Regions from separate parts of the Mus musculus genome. Here region 1 is linked to region 2. The links are chromatin contacts, called in public promoter capture Hi-C maps. All regions are on one chromosome and are shown on one strand. Each heading gives the region's core, a stretch centred on a gene start, on an enhancer-like site or on the middle of the called end of the contact. The rest is flanking DNA. Distances are from core to core; before and after follow the strand shown.

Region 1 (5,949 bases), core at 1,535-4,034, 2.6 Mb before region 2:
TGTTTTGGGAAGTTCTGAGGACAGTTTGTGAAAGTCTCAAGAAGGATAATATAGTAGTGAAGGTTGTATGTGTGGTTATCAGCAGGGGTGACTCTTTACTGCTATTAACATACCAGTGACCCCATTTTATATCAGGCATAGGTTAGCATCAGCTAACCCCAGTTTCAACTGACTCTAAACTTTTTTTTTTAAGCATTTAGAATGCTTCCTGTCATATAGTAGATAGTACTTCTTGTACCATTTGTCTAAGGCAGATTTGTGTTTAAAGAAAAACCTTAAGATTATCAGAAAACATTTTATTAACGAAAAATAATGCTAGGGTCTTTTTTCAATTAAGAAATGAATTTGACAAAAAGTGTCATTGAAAAATTATAAAGGAGTATGCTGGCTAGTTTTATGTCAGTGTCATACAATTTATAATTACCTGAGAGGCAGGTACCTTCTTTGAGAAAATGCTTCCATAAGATTGGGCTTGCAAGCAAGCTGTAAGGCATTTTCTCCGTTAGTGACCAGTGGGGCAGGGCTCAGCCCATTGTAGGTGATGCCATCCCTGGCTGGTGGTCCTGAGCTCTACAAGAAAGCAGGCTGAGCAAGCTATGAAAAGCAGGCCAGCAAGCAGCAGCATCCGTGGCCTCTGCATCAGCTAGAGTCTTGATTTCCTTCAGTGATGGACAATGATGTGGAAGTGGAAGCCAAACAAACCTTTTCCTCCCCAACTTGCTCTTAGTCATGGTGTTTCATCATGGCAATTAAAACCTTAATATGACAGTTAATCCCTTAGTGATAGAAAGCTTGCTTAGTCCACACAAAGCCTTGGGTTTGGTTCCATCACAATAACATAAACAATAAATAAGTTGCATGCTTTAATTTTGTTCTCTCTGGAAGGTCAACCACCTGCTGGTACATAATTTTGTCAGAGAGATCAATATGTTTTTAGCGAATGAGTAAATATCTAAAGATTCAAATAATTTTGTCTCTATCCTTTTGAAACCTCCTTCTCAAAAGTCCCCTGAAGTCACCTCTTTTACTTCACAAAGTCATAGAATAAAGGAAATCAGAAAAAAGGGGCGAGTAAGGGACGGGGCTAATATTAAAATAGGGTTTTAAAATGTTCAACAAAATATATGTATTTTTAAAGAAAGACTTATTGATGAGTTAAAATAAAATACTGAAGAAAAAGCTGGCAACATTAACATTTGAAACAAATTTCCATCAAGAAAGGGGAAAGAAGCTGAAAGCAAGGTTGAAAAGTATTAATCTTAGAAAAAAAAAGTCACCTTTCAAAATTCAAAGCAAAGATTGCTGTGATGATGAGCAAGGGTTGCCCTCCAGCTTCAGTGCCCGGGCCTTGGCCTAGTTAACTAGTATATTAGTGTGTTTACAGGACCACTGGGTATCTTCTCCCTCCTGAAATTCTGAGAAGACCATTCTAATAAATATGTTCTGGCTCAGCGCCCCACTCTCCTCTTACACCCTCTCTTCTCTCCTCTCCCCCCTCAGAAATCTGCTCCCCTCTTTTCAACCAGTCTCTCTTCCTTTTCTTCCTTGAGAACGTACCCCCCCACACACACTCATTCCACATTGTAACCCAGTACTCCAGGAAGATTGTCTTAGTGTGCTTCCCATTGCTATGATAAAATATTGGCCAAAAACCGACCTGGGGAAAAAGGGTTCATTTCATCTGACAACTCTCAGGTTAACCTCCATCGCTGAGGAAAGTCATGGCAGGAACCCAAGGCAGGAACCTGGAGGTGGGAACTGAAGCAGAGGCTTGCTCGCTGCCTGCTGACTTGCTCCTTGTGGCTAGCTTGGCTTACTTTTCAATGCAACTCAGGGCCACCTACCCAGGGTGGCACCACCCACAGTGGGCTGGGCCCTCCCATGTCAATCATTAAGGAAGAAAATACCTGACAGGCCATTTATTGGGGACATTCTATCAACTGAGGATACCATGTGTATATTCTCTAATAAAGTCTGTTTTTACTTTTTCAGCCCACTTTTTAATTGCATTTCCCCCTTATTGTTGCATTTACAATGTTCTTGATCTTCATGGCTCCAAGTTCTGCATCCAGGTTCAATCAACTGCAGACTATAATATTCTGGAGAAATATCTGTGCTGAATACGCAGACCTTGTCATTCCCTAGAAAACAGAGGACATAGAATTTACATTGGATTAGCTATTTTAAGTGCCCTGGAGATGACTTAAAGTACACAGGAGGTTATATAGACACGAACTAAGCCATTTTTATGTAAGCGTCTTGAGCCCCATAGATTCTGGAATCCTTAGAGGAGGGATCCTGGAGTCAATCCCTAACATACACTGAGGCACTGTGTATTCTGGATAAGTCCTTATTAATTAAGTGGGAGCATTCTTTGAAAACTAGTCACCCTTACTTAGCAAGGAGCATGGCCTAGCAACTGGACCAGCAAACTGGGAAGCATAACACAGGGGAAAAAAAAAATAGTTCCAAGGCTTTAGGGACAGGGGGCACCTGGAAAGCTCTCAGAGGCAGCAAGAGCTCTCTAGGCTCCCGAAGCTTTGGCCCAGGTAGGGTTCCGTGACCCGCAGGCAGCAGGCGGGCAGAGGACACTTTAGCCCAACCCACCTAAGTTTCCGGGGAGAGGGGAAGATTTCAGGTAGGAGCCTGCGAGGAGCTGAAGCAGAGGCCCGCGGGGAGGAAGTAGTACTGTGGGCCCCGCCCACGAGGCCCGCCCTCTGTGGCTGACCCGGAAGCGGTTGTGCGTAACCCTGTACGGCACCGCTCTCTTTTCCGGTCGGCGTGTTTCTGGATCGGAGCGTCTTCCGCAGCCCGGCCTTCACCATGAGCGTCCCGGCCTTCATCGATATCAGCGAGGAAGACCAGGTGCACGATGCTGGGCCCTCGGGGCAACGGGTGCGGGGGATTCCCGGGACGGAGCCCGTGAGGGGGAGCGCGCTCTCCTGACCTGGGTCTCGGCGCGTGCGCGGCCGAGGGTCCGGATGCGGGCCCGGTGGGCGCCAGGGCTCGTCCGCAGTCGTCGATGACGACCCAGAACTTTTCGGGGACAGGGACCAGCGTCTGCTAAGTTCGCGTGTGGCCCGCAGGAGCAACTTTGAGCGTGTGAATGCGGGCCTTCCGCGGCCACAGGCGACGGTGGCATGCATTTTACTAGTTGGCTCGCGTTTTCTGTTCCCAGGCGGCTGGGAGGCAGGAGCATCTGGCGGGCCATCCTGGACACTTTGAAGTTCACTAATTGGGGTTTACACCTGGGTGTACAGGACAGATGGCTTCTCCTTTTTCTGTAACAGGAGGTTAATTGTTGGGATGACAGTCTTTTAATTTTCTACAACCCAAACTGTTCTTCGTGAGCATGCATACGCTTTTATAATACCCACTGACAGAAACTTGGGGTTCCATATGTTACACAGGAGAAGAAAGGAAGTTATGCACACATAGAAAGATGCCGCATTAAGAGTATTTGACAGCAGAGGAAGCTAGAGTTCCCAGGCATTGACTAGTATTTACCAAAAAGGTACTTCAGGCCAGGGGCTGAATAGAGCCTTGGCATTGGCCATATTGTAGAGTGTCTTGTTGTCAGCAAGAATGATATAAAAACATTAAACTTAACTAATTCTTAGAAAAAGATTTGTAAAGCAGGAAGTGAACAAATGCTTTCTTTACATCTTGGTTAGATTATATATTTGTGTCATAAAGAAAAAGAATGATTTCTGCTGTTATTTTGCTTTTTCTAATATGACACTTGAGTTTTCAAAATATCTTTTTTATAATACCATGCCATCTTCTGTATAAAATTACTATGCTATTGTTTGGAAAAATAATTCCATCAGACCTAAGGGTTTGTTAGGTTTCTGAGGTCACCAAACACATTTGTGGGATTAAAAATGTTGGTTATTTTCCCCAAGGCTCTTTTGGCTTTGTCCAGACAATTTGACATCCGTGCTTTTTCTTTCCCCAACCCCCTTCTTGTTTTGATATTTGGGAAGTGTTTCACTATGGCTTGTTAAACCTTGGCTGGCCAGGAACCTGTAGAGATCCCCCTGCCTCTGCCTCAAGTGCTGTGGTCACAGTTATATGTCACCTCACCCTGCCCACCACCTCACCCTGGCACCTGTGCATTTTCTAATGGAACGCTTTATACTGTGATTCTTTAAGTTTTTATTCTGTTAGCTTTAAGTCATCTACATTTCTGTTTCAGTGCATGAATGTTAAACCATCGAAGGAAAAACGTTGTTAAAGATCCTAACTAGAGAGTAAAGTAGGAAACATCCAAATGACTTATTTTAGTAGTTATTTTGATAGTACCAAAAGTGCTTTCTGCCTCTGAGAGTGATGTTATGTTTTAAGATATTTGTTATACAGTGCATTGATAGACAATTTGATACACATACACTTTCATGCAGGCTGCACTGACAGGCATTATCTTTTTATATTGGTATCTCCCAAAATGCTTGTCTCAAATGGTTCTCAAGTTATTAGCAAATGAATAGACTATTGTCCGGATGATGACTGTGATTTTAGTAGTGCTATTTATATATACATTTGACAGCTATAAAATTTTCACTTACTGGGGGAAAAAAACCTCTTCAACTTTGCCAAGTCAGATTGATGTATCTTTAGTCCCCATCCCTCCCAGTGGAGACCGCTTAAATGAAATAAGTAAAGCATTTGCTATAGACTGGAAGTCCAGTGGATACAGGTGGCAGGAAACTGAATATGATCTTTGTGAACTATGTGTCTGCGTGGACTTTGTAGAGGGAGGGAGGGAATCAACACAATTGGAGGGTAGTTAGTTAGCACTTGCATGTTACTTTGGAAGCAGGGCAGATGAGTTTGATATTTGTGTTTTATCATAACTTGATTTTTACAAGTGGATCTAGAGATTTAGCAACCCTGTTTGATTCATAGGCTGCTGAACTTCGAGCTTATCTGAAATCAAAAGGAGCTGAGCTCTCAGAAGAAAACTCGGAAGGTGGACTTCATGTAGATTTAGCTCAGATTATTGAAGCCTGTGATGTGTGTCTGAAGGAAGATGATAAAGGTTTGTTTTAATTCATTCTACAAAATATTTCTTACAAGTTCTCTACCTTAAAGTTTTTCTTGTCAGTTATATGCTTTGGTTTGAGACTTAAGATTTTTAAGCAATGTAGAAGGGAAAGAATACAATCAAAAATAATTATGAAGATATTTTTCAATTAAATATTTTCAGTTAGTTTTAAATGTAATATTTTCATATAATTTCAGGGTTTTTTTCTGTTAGACCTATAAAGTAAGCCGTTCTGGGGGAACCTTTTAAAAAAACGGAAAAAGTGTGTGTGTTTGTACATATACTTGATGTTGATGGTTTTAAAATGAACTGAAGCGTTTGGATGGACATCAAAGAGGGTGTTATTTCAAGTAATATTTAATTTAATATTTAATTGTTCAGCTGCTGCCCATTGAGATACAGCTTCTCAATAGTCAGTATAGTTTCTGTACTGTGAACTCTGAAATATTTGTTAAAGTTTAAATATTAAATTTTTAGAGCGATTAATATCTCTAATACTTGAAAATGAGTTAAGCAGCAGGAATATAACAGCCATTCACTTCTAAATAATTCTCTACATGAGGTACAAAGTTTTCTTCAGTTGTTGAGACCTCCTGACCTAAAATCCAGCTAGTAATTTCAAGATGATTGTGTATTATGCCAATGGAAATCATAAAGAAAACGTGGATGTGTAAATGCTGGCGCTACAGTGGTGCTGGTGAGGTGAGAGTTCATGGATGCTGTAGTCTTAAAGCTCTCCCTGAAATCAAGGTGTTCTCTAACTTTCACAGTAGGCAAGCTATGTATTTTAAGCATCTTTGTATTGAAATACTAGAAATGTGTGCCAGATTGGACGCGCTGAAGGTTGTGTCTGCTGACTGTGCTCTTGATGCCTATGTAGATGTTGAAAGTGTGATGAACAG
Region 2 (6,238 bases), core at 3,373-5,872:
TGTGTGTGTGTGTGTGTGTGTGTGTGTGTGTGTGTGTGTGTAGGAAGTACAGGTTGCTGTCTTCTATCCTTCTCCACTTTATTTCCCAGATAAGCCCTCTCATTTATCCTGTAGTTTGTCATTTTGACTAGGCTGGCTTCTCAGTGAGGCCCAAACCTTCCAGTCTCCATGAAATAAAAGTTTAAAGGCACATGCCACCATTCCTGACTTTTAAGTGACTTTCACAGACTATCTCTCCAGCCACAGCTAAGTGATTCTTGAAAGACACACATCATGGTCATATAGCAAGACCAAGACAGGGAGAGCAACCCCCAAACACAAAGGTATTGTGTCCACCTAGGAAAGAACATGGAGACTAAAGACTGTCTTAATTTGAGCTGTTACAACAGAGTATCACAGCCTATGTAGCTCAAAGAGCAAATCATATTCATCACAGTTCTGAACCCTGAGGAGCCCAAGAGCACGGCGCACGAGAGTTCGTGTCTTCTGAAGGCGCTCCTACAGGTTCATACCCAGTAATTTTCTGCCTGGGTCTTTGTATGACCAAAAGAGCACGAGATGTGGAGTCTCTTTTACAAAGACATTAATCCTATTCACGAGGAGATCATGACTTTTATGATCCAGTCACTTTCCAGAGGGCCCTGCAGCTAATACAGTGGCATTAGGGTTGAGAATTCAATACTTAAGCCTGGAGGGAACACAGCCACCCAGCTCATAACAGCACAAACAATGGAATTGTAGCTGCGAGTTAGAAAGCTGGGCAAGGTCAGTAGTATTGGCCAACATTGGAGTCATGGAATCACTTTGGGATCAGAGTAAACTTCAAGGACCCTCTTTTCCCTCTCTTCTTTCTGTTTATTTTGGAGTGTCTTGCTTTATTATTAAGACAGGGTCTCACCATTTAACTCAGGCTGGCCTTAAACTTACAATCTTGCTTCCATCTCCTGGAAGGAGGGGTTGACTTGTGGGCACCAACACATTTTCTCTTACTTTTGTAGAAATATCAAAAAAAAAAGTGCACTTGGGCATCTCTGTCTTTGAGAAGAGTATGTAACTCAGCAAAAATCAGAATGAAGGAGGCCAGGTGGAGATGCAGCAAGGAATGGGTTGCCTAAAGCTGCCTGGAGGTTCACTAGAGCCAAGCACATGATGAGTGTCTGCCTACGGCCAGGACTACAGAGAGAGCCCATCACCATTTCACTCACTAGGAACCCTAAAGCATGCTTCAAGGAAAGCTTAATTTGAGTTGAATCTTTGATTTAATGCAACCATCTTTATACTTAACATTGCCTCTACCATTTATAATGCACAAAAGGTGCCAGAGCCTTAACTCTGTCACTTGGCAGCCATGTGACATCAGGCCAGTAACTTTCTGGTTATGCTTCTGTCTTGCCATCTCTAATGGTGAGACAAGGATAATATTTGCTTGGAGGGCTACATGGATTAATAAAGCCCATACTGGGCTGAGTCCCACACCACGCCCAGAAGAAGTAAGGACTTAGTAAGAGTCTGCTAATGCTGTTGTTATGGTTACCGTTAATATTTCACCTGAGCTGCATAACAACCTGTAAGTTTGGCGCGATTTATTATCCTCATTTCTCAAGTTGAGAAATTGAAATGCATGGGAGATAAAAACTAGCCCAAGGAACAAGTCAGAAAATGGAAAGCCTTTCAACCTCGAGCCTCACTCTTGGCTCCCAGCGCTCGTGCCACCTTTCCTAAGTTGCCCAGAAAGTGTGGTTCTGTGAGCCTGACCATTGTTCACACAGGACTTCAGGCAACTGTGAATATATTGGAGGTCTAAGCTTAAGGAGTACTAAGAGATTCTTAAAAGAGAAAATAGGTTCTTATTTGGGGATCCCTACGCAACTGCTGAAGGTCTAAAGAGATGATGTTTCCCCATCTCAGAGCCCCAGAGAATGCAGGGGTGCTTGCTGTCTTCAGGCTTCAAATCTAAGGAGCTACAAGGGCAGTCAGCTAGCAGGAAAGCAGAGGCAGGTTCTATAAACACTGTCTAAAATAATCAAACATTGCTATAACTCAAACGGCATACCACTCTGCAGGGTGTGTTTGTGTGTGTGTGTGTGTGTGTGTGTGTGTGTGTGTGTGTGTGTGTGTGCTTGCTTTCTCTAGCTTATCCCTCTGTTTTCTGCAGTTCTGCATTTTGACTGTTAAAGCGCTTCATACATCTCATCCTGGTCATGAGTACACTCGGGCCTAGGGCTAAGTCTGGTTCTGGGGCTCAAACATGAAGTCCACTCATCATCTGAGACATGAGATCTTAGCCTGGCTCTTCACGCCTCCTTTCATCAGTACCCTTAGTGTGACTGTGAGAGTCTGGAACTTGGAGTGGCTGGTATTAAAGTGGACTTTCCCAGACTAATAATCTTGCTCCCCTCACATTCAGTCCCTCACCAATATTATTTTTTCCTTTTAAGAACTTGAGAGAAAAGTTTCTTTGTATCCTGTAGCAGTGAGATATTTAAACAAACAAACAAACGTGATGATGCTACTTGAAAAGCTTCATCTCGTTCTAGGTGAATCATTGCATCATTGCTGAATATGCGCTCAGTGCCAGGCTTTGTGCCCTGGCCACTGTTACACAGTGGGCAAGAGAACTCCCCATGCAGGGTACCATAGTGGGTCACTAGGCACTACACAGTCACAGATTCTGCCAAGAGCCAAAACCACAGAGTCACCAAGCACTGTGAATTGCCCCGCTGCCCTCGGGACATAACTTGGCCCACGGTGGCATTTAGTGTTCTGAGTTTAACTTAATCACCACTATAAAATGTAGTTCTCTAATTAGAGGATATTCTGATTATGCCCACAAGGTGGAGATCTTGCTTACAGTTTGCCCACACTAAACTCAATGCAGGGGGAAAAAAACACCTAAAAGTTACATCAAAAGACAAAAATTAAATTCAATGAATCCAGTTCTTATTTCATGTAATATACTATATTAGCTGGTATATGAAATAAAAATTTGATAAGAGACAGTCCCTGCTCTCTAGGGAAAGACAGGGGGAAGCTTGCATGAGGCAAGAAAAAAAAACTTTTTAATGAATTAATATATTGTACTGGATCCATATGGAAGGCACTGTAATCCTTTTATCAGATAAGCACTACAAGAAGCCCCGTGGTTGGGAACACATTTAAGAAAGACCCCACACTTTCAGGTGGCACACAAGGTACCAGTGGGAAAGAAACCCAGGAAGGTGTATGCCTTGGGTCAGCCATGTTTTGGAAGGTTAATGTATCTACTCTGTCACAAACATTTTACATTGTCTACCCTATAACTCCAGAATAAATATACACAGCACAGGCAGATGTAGCCCAGCTGAAACCTCGCATGTGTTCCCAGGAGAGGAATATAGGGAAAGGAAACACACACACACACACACACACATACACACACACAATGTGAAAGAAACCGATTTTAAACTCTGGCTGTAGGACTCGGGGAGGAGTCAGAAGAGAACCTGCTTAGCATACGTACTGTCCTGGGACAGTTCCCTGGCAGTGCCAGCTCTGGCTCTCAGGACCCCTCACGGCTCTGATCTTATGACTAAGAATCTCCAGTTTGAAATATGGGATACAAGAAGGGAAAGGAAAGATTCAGTTTGTTTCCAAGAGATTTGCTGGTAAATTAAATCCAAGAAAGTCTGGAGGAAGATGCATCAGTTTTTATAATGTGTTGGTTTGTTTTTTTCTTCACTGCCCCACTTCCCACTAGTCCTTTTTCCTTTACACTAAACTAGTAAAACAATTGTTTATTTTCCTTTGTTTGGGAGAAATTTATAATTGGGAATAAAGTGACTGACTAAATGACAACTTAAAAACAAGGTGAGAATGTTGACAATAAGTGTTTATATCTATCTAGATATCCCTATCTCTACATATTGAACTTTCTTTAAAATGGGAAAGCCAAGTGGCATGCGACCAGGGGACCTGACTTGGCTGTCCAACTTGCACAGCAAGGTTTAATTCCAAGCATCCCTGAGAAAAGTCACAGAAGTTAACCTCATTGCTCTCAAGCCTGCAATGATCCATACCGGGGAGCTTGCATCTGGAGAGAGGTTATGGGTTCAAAGTCATTGGCTACAGATGGTTCCTCTCCCAGCTGGAGTCACATCCTCTAGGGCTCGAGACTTTCCGGGGAATTTACATAAGCCAGCGTGAATCACACCAAGTGAGGTAGCAAAAGGACTCACCCTGACCCCTGCCTGTACTGCGGTGGGGGGCTGTCTGAAGTTTTCAGATCAGACACAGTCCAAAGGAGGGTACAAGGGGATCATCCCACTCCCAACAAGAGCACCGGACACGCCGCTACTCCCAAGCCCTACAATTGGTCTCTGCCCCCGCCCCCGCTCCGACGCCCCCGCACGGACGCCCTCAGTTCAGCCTCCTCCCCGCCCCGAAGTCCGGGACAGAACGTGGGGCCACCTCTCGCTCCTGGAAGGATCGGTTGCCGCTTTAAGGGGAAGAGGAAGGGAAGGGGCGGGGGAGTGGGGGGCGGGGAGAGGCGGCAGAGGAGGGGGAGGGGGATCCCCCTCGCTCCCACGTGGTCCGGGCGCCTGTGAATCGCGCCCGCCGGAGGGTCTCACAGCGAAATACAAAAGCTGCTGGGAAGCCACGGGGAGGCGAGTTCCCAGCGCCGGGGCAGAGCGCTGGCCAGAGCCCCGCAGCGCTCCGCGGCCGCGATGGGGCTCCGGCACCCGAAGCCCCGGAGCCAGCTAGCAGCCGGGCCCGCCTCGCCGCCCGCACCCGGGCGCCCGGGCTTGGCTTGAAGCGGCGGCGGTGGCACCGGCGCGCCGGCAGGAGCATGGGGAGGAAGATGCGGGGCGCCGCCGCCGCCGCGGGGCTCTGGCTGCTGGCTTTGAGCTCGCTGCTGACGCTGTGGGGAGGACTCCTGCCACCGCGGACCGAGCTGCCAGCCTCCCGGCCGCCCGAAGATCGACTCCCTCCGCATCCGATCCAGAGTGGCGGCCCCGCGCCCGAGCCGCGATTCCCTCTGCCCCCGCCCCTAGTATGGGACGCCCGCGGCGGCTCCCTGAAAACTTTCCGGGCGCTGCTCACCCTGGCGGCCGGCGCGGATAACCCGCCTAGGAGGCACCAGGACGACCGCGGGCGGCACGAGCCCTCCGGGCTGTCCTGGCCAGAGGAGCGCAGGGCGGTGCACGGGGGCGTCTTCTGGAGCCGCGGCCTGGAGGAGCAGGTTCCCCGGGGCTTTTCCGAAGCCCAAGCAGCAGCGTGGCTGGAGGTGGCACGGGGTGCTCGGGTGGTGGCTCTGGATCGCGGGGGCTGCGGACGCAGTTCCAACCGCCTAGCCCGCTTTGCCGACGGCACCCGTGCCTGTGTACGCTACGGCATCAACCCAGAGCAGATACAGGGCGAGGCCCTGTCCTACTACCTTGCGCGCCTGCTGGGCCTCCAGCGCCACGTGCCGCCGCTGGCACTGGCTCGGGTGGAGGCTCGGGGCGCGCAGTGGGTGCAGGTGCAGGAGGAGCTGCGCACCGCGCACTGGACCGAGGGCAGCGTGGTGAGCCTGACGCGCTGGCTGCCTAACCTCACCGACGTGGTGGTGCCCGAGCCCTGGCGATCAGAGGACGGCCGTCTGCGGCCCCTGCGCGACGCCGGGGGCGAGCTGACCAACCTCAGCCAGGCGGAGCTGGTGGACTTGGTACAATGGACCGATCTGATCCTCTTCGATTACCTGACGGCCAACTTTGACCGGCTTGTGAGCAACCTCTTCAGCTTACAGTGGGACCCACGCGTTATGCACCGCGCTACGAGCAACCTGCACCGAGGACCAGGAGGGGCGTTGGTCTTTCTGGACAATGAGGCGGGCTTGGTGCACGGCTACCGGGTAGCCGGCATGTGGGACAAGTATAACGAACCGCTGCTACAGTCGGTGTGTGTATTCCGAGAGCGGACTGCTAGGCGCGTCTTGGAGCTGCACCGGGGTCAGGACGCGGCGGCCCGGTTGCTGCGCCTCTACAGTCGCCACGAACCGCGTTTCCCAGAGCTGGCGGAGCTCTCAGAACCCCACGCTCAGCTGCTACAGCGCCGCCTTGACTTCCTCGCCAAACACATTTTGCACTGCAAGGCCAAGTACGGCCGCCGGCCCGGGGACTTAATAACACTCCGAGGAAGAGAGGGACTGGGGTATGAATGATGGGGGTTAGGGCTGTCTTCTCTGCCACGGGCAACGACCAACCAGCCAACGCCCACCCAA

The links. Promoter capture Hi-C pulls out the DNA fragments that hold promoters and counts their contacts.
Region 1: a promoter capture Hi-C map of liver shows a contact between it and region 2, with 2.2 times the contacts expected there. The contact joins the promoter of Eif3m here to the promoter of Fjx1 in region 2.

The regions. Positions count from the first base shown.
Region 1 is chr2:105,013,862-105,019,810 of GRCm38.p6, reverse strand. Eif3m (eukaryotic translation initiation factor 3, subunit M) reads left to right here and starts at 2,784. Exons shown (of 11, transcript NM_145380.2): 1 at 2,784-2,865; 2 at 4,909-5,041; 3 at 5,928-5,949. The coding sequence starts at 2,824. It overlaps Gm38521 (predicted gene, 38521), which reads right to left and starts at 2,690. Exons shown (of 2, transcript NR_165821.1): 1 at 2,608-2,690; 2 at 1-2,141.
Region 2 is chr2:102,450,176-102,456,413 of GRCm38.p6, reverse strand. Fjx1 (four jointed box 1) reads left to right here and starts at 4,622. Exons shown (of 1, transcript NM_010218.2): 1 at 4,622-6,238. The coding sequence starts at 4,826. The coding sequence ends at 6,178.